2 separate regions of the Mus musculus genome follow, and region 2 is linked to region 1. The links are chromatin contacts, called in public Hi-C maps. All regions are on one chromosome and are shown on one strand. Each heading gives the region's core, a stretch centred on a gene start, on an enhancer-like site or on the middle of the called end of the contact. The rest is flanking DNA. Distances are from core to core; before and after follow the strand shown. Region 1 has its middle 26 kb from the start of Gm33251. Region 2 holds the start of 9330182O14Rik (RIKEN cDNA 9330182O14 gene).

What was found. A called contact is a pair of places that touch in the nucleus more often than the background predicts.
Region 2: a Hi-C map of cerebral cortex shows a contact between it and region 1, with 2.4 times the contacts expected there. The contact joins the promoter of 9330182O14Rik here to the enhancer-like site in region 1. A contact is called at or near these places in 19 of 484 Hi-C or Micro-C datasets (the Ba/F3 cell line, the G1E-ER4 cell line, the HL-1 cell line and 12 more), 4 of 115 datasets of contacts at active chromatin or transcription factors (acute myeloid leukemia, bone marrow-derived dendritic cells, double positive thymocytes and 1 more) and 2 of 9 other capture datasets (embryonic stem cells and pancreatic islet).

Annotation. Positions count from the first base shown.
Region 1 is chr15:40,017,593-40,020,292 of GRCm38.p6, forward strand. No RefSeq gene overlaps it. Among named protein-coding and RNA genes, the nearest start is that of Gm33251, 26 kb to the right of the region's middle. Within about 2 kb of position 1,384, at least 36 of the 459 cell types and tissues checked have an H3K27ac peak or open chromatin away from gene starts, as enhancers often do. A contact at or near this core is called in cerebral cortex and embryonic stem cells, where this site is marked.
Region 2 is chr15:40,132,979-40,135,678 of GRCm38.p6, forward strand. It overlaps 9330182O14Rik (RIKEN cDNA 9330182O14 gene), which reads left to right and starts at 1,387. Exons shown (of 4, transcript NM_001256056.1): 1 at 1,387-1,591.

The DNA.
Region 1 (2,700 bases), core at 134-2,633:
AAAAAAAGTCTTGTATCTGTACTAGTAAACATAGTAGGGTTCTTGGGGAGAAATTGATTAGCTGTGATCTTTCTTGGTGGATAAAACGATGGGGGATGCTGAGACACAGCCACTTGGAAAGACCAAGGACCGTGACAGCAGACCTCCATTTAATCATTAGCCACTTCTGTTTCTTTTGAAGGCTCCAGCATCTGGCACCTTTTCAGGTTCTGACGTCTGGGTCTTTTGTAGTTCTGATCTTGCAAGAGACGGTTTATATTTAATAGTACACTTCAAAACAACGGAAAGAATCTTAAACAGTCTGTAGAACTGGCAACTTTGCTTTTTATGAGGAGATTTTTTCATTCTTTAAATATTTATCATGTATTTACGATACATTTTTTCCCCTTCTTTTTCTGATGCTCACTGTTTTCTGCAAACGTCTGAGTTAATGAAGATCTTTTCCCACTGCAAACAAGTGCAGAGGTAGTTGGGCTTGAGGCATGATTTGATCTGTAGAACAAACGATGCCACCAGGAAGCCTTTCTCCCACTCTCTAAGCTCCTTTCCTCCGTGTTAACACCATTCCAAGGCAAGCACTCCCACAGGGCTACGAGAGAAGAGGCTGAGCAACAGCTTTAGGCTTAAGCGACTTCCCGCTCAGCTGCTGCAACCGAAGTGAACTACTTTTTCTGATAGCGAAAGTCTGAGCTGGCTTCCATCAGTGCAGATTGGGGTGGGTAAGTATGCTCACCCCTCAAGGGGGAGGCTTCCTGCTCATCAGATTCCTCCAATGAGGCCAAATGCGACACTGGTCAAACTCAAAAGAGCCAAGCAAACTGCCACAATAGTGGAACTAAAGTTTATCACACAATTAGTTCAGTTAGTTTACTTGAGATAGCCGTAACACTTAAGATACTAAAGCTGTAAGAAGAAACTTTAGGCAAGTCGTATTTAAAAGTGTAATTGAGCGAGTGATGATTTGCTAATTGGCAGCCCTTCAAACCAACAGAGGTTCCCAGAAGTTCTATCCCAGAAAATGGGTACAACAGGAAATAGAAGTGAGGTGGAGGCTGCTGGCCTTTCCTGAGTAGTGTCTTGTGCTGTGCAGTTTCAAGGTCAAAGCCCTGCCTGATTGTTGCTGAGGGCAGGGCATTGTTCAAAGAGCCTCTTCTTTGGTCTATTTTGTGGGTTTAATAACGCAGTGCTCTTCCTAAATGCTACCTAGTGAACAAGGTTACAGCTTCAGCAGACTGTACTGAATATGCCGAAATTTTGTCACAGACACATACACAGCTTGATTGATTATAGCTCAGAATGTCTCTCATTCGAATGCAGCCAGCTGGCCACGCACAAGTGACGGAAGCTGGACTGCTACCATTAGCTGAGACAGCTGCTTGTTAAGGAGACTAACAAAGGGAAAGGAGAGAGCCGAGGGCAGGGGCTGTGAGGTGCAGCGACAGGGACAAGGACAGAGGTGTGGGGTGGGGGTGGTGAGAACAGTGGAGAAGAAGAAGAAATAAGAGCCGTCTAATGATAGTCATAAGATGCTACAATGAAATCTATTTCTGCGCATGCTAATGCAGCAACTTAATAAAATATAAACTTAAAATGATACATAGTATCTGTTAACTTTTCAGTGTATGTTGAGGTCTCCTCAGGGCAGTTTGCGGGTTAGTTTATCAGTGCACACCGAGGCATCTTTCTCTTCCTTTCCCATGTCATCACCTGGCATGTCTTCGATTATTAATTGTGTGAAGAGGTCAGCTCAGGAACTTTAGAAAATTCCACAGGACCTCTCCCCTCCTAGAAGAGAAAGGTCATAGGCACCCTTCCCCTCCGGAAGGGTGGGGCTAATTACATTCCTCAGAGCACCTGAAGGAGAGACAAACCATCTGCGGGTAGGGGAGGCCCAGAGCTTGTAGCCACCTACCTCATTCCCTAAAGACCAATCAGTTTAAAAGTCACACTGTTCTGCCAATCACATTGTGCCTAATGGCTGCTGCCTGGAGAACTGTATAAAGGCTCACCGAATGGGCTGCGCGTGGTTGTTCTCTCTCCGTACGCAGGGTGACCCCAACATGTTGGAACAATAAATTCCTCTTGCTTTTTGCATCGATTCCTGGCTCTGAGTCCTTCATTAGGGAGTCCCCAGTAAACTAAGGCTTGCCAGAGTCTTACACTACCTCCTAACTGAACCGCTCTCAACATTAGAGCCAAAAGTCACCTTTGTGGTTGATTCTCTCTCTCTCTCTCTCTCTCTCTCTCTCTCTCTCTTGCTCTCTCTCTCTCTCACCCTTACTATCTCTTATTTCATTGGAAATTAAGTATCTTTTCTCTCTGATATGCATGTCATAGACACACAGACATACAAGTAATCAATGAAAAAACAAAGTCAAAAATCAACATTTAATTCTCTCTATCTCTGTCTTTCTCTGTCTCTGTCTCTATCAGTGTGTCTCTCCATCTCTCTCTCATTGTGTGTGTGTGTGCATATGTGTATGTGTGTGTGTACATGCTCTTGTGAAAGAGAGATGGTTCTCAGAAATTCTTGGCATTTTTCCAGTATATTTTTTACATATAACAGCAATATTTCCATATCAGCTGACTTACTGACAAAATAAGAAATTAGTGAGTCAACATGTGCTCAGGCCAATGGGACCCTTTCACCAAAATCTGACTAAAGGCATCATTACAGTTGGAGAAAAACAAGAATTGAGA
Region 2 (2,700 bases), core at 137-2,636, 120 kb after region 1:
CTCAACTGAAGAACTATCTCTATCTATGGAGAATCTCTTGATAGTTGACTGATGTGGAAGGGCTCAGCCTACTGTGGGTAGGACTATTCTTTGAGCTTGTGGTTCTCTGCTGCATGAAAAAAGCTGATATATATATATATATGTATATATATATACATATATATATACACACACACATATGTATATATGGATATATATGTATGTATATATGTGTATGTGTATACATATGTAAATGTAAAAGCATGCAGACTAGATAGGCCATATGTGTGTGTATGTGTATATGTGTATATGCATATAAAATATATATATAGCACACACATATGCTTATATGTAGGTAACAACAATTAATGGAAAAAGAGAAGCCATGAGTTTGAAAGAGAGCTAGGAAAGGTATATGGGAAGTGTTGGAGGGAAGAAAGGGAGAAATAATATAATTATAACCTCAAAAAATGGCAGAGAAAAAAGTTTTATCCTTAAAAAAACATGTGTAGGAGCAAACCAGAGAGCAAGCCAAGACACAGCCTTACACTGTGGCTTCTACTTCAGTTCCTGCTTGACTGCACTGATTTCCCTTAATGGTGCGCCGAGACCCAGAAGTGCAAGCTGAATAAATCCCTTTTCTCACCTAATTGCTTTGTGTCATTATGTCTATCCCAGCAACAGAAACCCAGGTAGAACAATTGTTGAACAGAAACATCTCCAGAAGATTGCTTTCAGTTCTGGCCCTGCGGCTTGTGATTTCAGACTAAATAACCCGTTTTCCTAAGTACTTTAAAATGCAACTTGTTAAACCCTCTGCAGTCTTTGCGTGGCTCTGTTTGATGAAGCCTCTAGTGCATGAAGGGCTCACGCGTAGTCATTGCTGAGGGGTCTCACGAGGGCTAGGCACATGCATCTCGTGTCCTAAAACAGTCGAGAGAGAATGAGACAGACGTGAAAATACACACACAAAAGGACTGGTCAAAATTCACAATTACTGGCAAGACATTAACAGTAAGGTATGAGATGTGGAGCCTTTAGCTAGAGCTTGATAGCAATCCTGGGTGCCAGGGTGGGGCAGAACAGAGAGTCTTTGAAATAGTATACCCACCAGGCAGGAAGAGAGTGAGGCACAAAGCTGCTTCAGCTTCCCAGGGAAACCCAGGTGGCTGTAGGTAAGAGTTCAAAACAACTGCCACTGATCTGGAGCTGAATTACCGTATATAGTGAGCAGCGATTCATAGGTCAGCATCCTGGGCTTCATCTCGAGCATTAACACATTCACCTTCCGTGCCATACAGTACTTTATTGCTTCCTGGGGTTAAATGAAAAAAAAAAAAAAAACTATCTCCCAGAGTCTCAGGTATTTGGACAGTTGGTGGCGCTGTCGGTGGCTCTTCATGTGGTGAAGCCTTGCCTTGCTGGAGGAAGTAAGTCATGGGGAGATAAATGGCTTTGGGAGTAAAAGACCTTCTTCGGTTTTCAGTCAGGACTTTGTGCTCCCAGCTCTGCACCTGAGCTCTCAGCTTCCTGAGAACACAGCACTGCCAACCTGTCATTTGCTGCTGTGTTCTCTGCCACAATGGACTCTTACCCTTGAGGAAACTGAACTGTGAGTGTAAACAGACTCTTTTTGTAGGTCAAGGAGGAAGCCCTGAGTGTATGTGTATTATGACATGGGCACGACTGTGTCTAGAACGGCCAAGGCCTTAGACCCACAAAACAATTGGCAAAACCGCCATGTGGTTGGGGCTTAAGAGAAATGCAAAGCTTTGCTTGGGAGTCTGAGTCTTTCTGGAGGCTTGATTAACTTGTGCAAAGACTAGCACCTCTGACTTCCTTCTCGAAAGTGTTTACAGCCTAGGACTGGTCTCCCTACAGAGACTAGCTACAGAACACCCAGCCCCACTGTACTTGTTATGTTAGAATGGCAGTTTGTCCAGACAGATCACACTAGGCCAGCACAGTTCCACAGGACTCTAGAGGTTTATTGTGTGTGTGTGTGCGGGGGTGGGGGGTGGAGGATGGTGGCAAAGGGGGACAACGATGATGAAGAAGGAAAGAGAGTGAAGGTTAGGAGGGGCCTGCCTTTTATTTGGGCTGTGATGTAACCACGCACAGGTAAATGTGGGCAGGTGGGCCAGGTGGATGCTGGGCATGTATGGTGATTGCCATGGCAACAGATGTACTGGTCCCTGTCGCCTATGTTGCTGGATTCAGAGGTGACCTTCTACTGTAAATCCAGTTTCTGATGCCAAAATACCTCCCTTCGCTTATCATAAAGAGAAGAAAAAAAGAGAGGAGGGAGAAGCCTATGGTAAAAGGGGAATAGGGGCAACAGATCTCTTAAATTCCTTCCCGCTGTCTAGGGGTGTCGACAATTTTGGGTTATAGTTGACTTTCATCATTGGGGTCCACTTGGTAGATGTTAGCATCAGGCTCCTCTGTGGACAGGAGCTGGTAATCCTGTAACAGGAACTGATTAATACTTTGGTTAGACATTTTTTGTTTTTGTCATTGAAGGAATGTAGAAACAAGATTAATGAGGCAGGGAGCAAATAATAACACCAGGAGGTTGACTAGGAAAGGCGTTATGAAAGGGACTATCTACTTCCATATAGGGTTTTCAAAAATCCCAGAACTAGAGGTCTCACGTATGTCTGATTGCAGCTCCTGAATTTTATTTCTCACTATCCCAGTTGGTTAACGTAGAAACAGCAT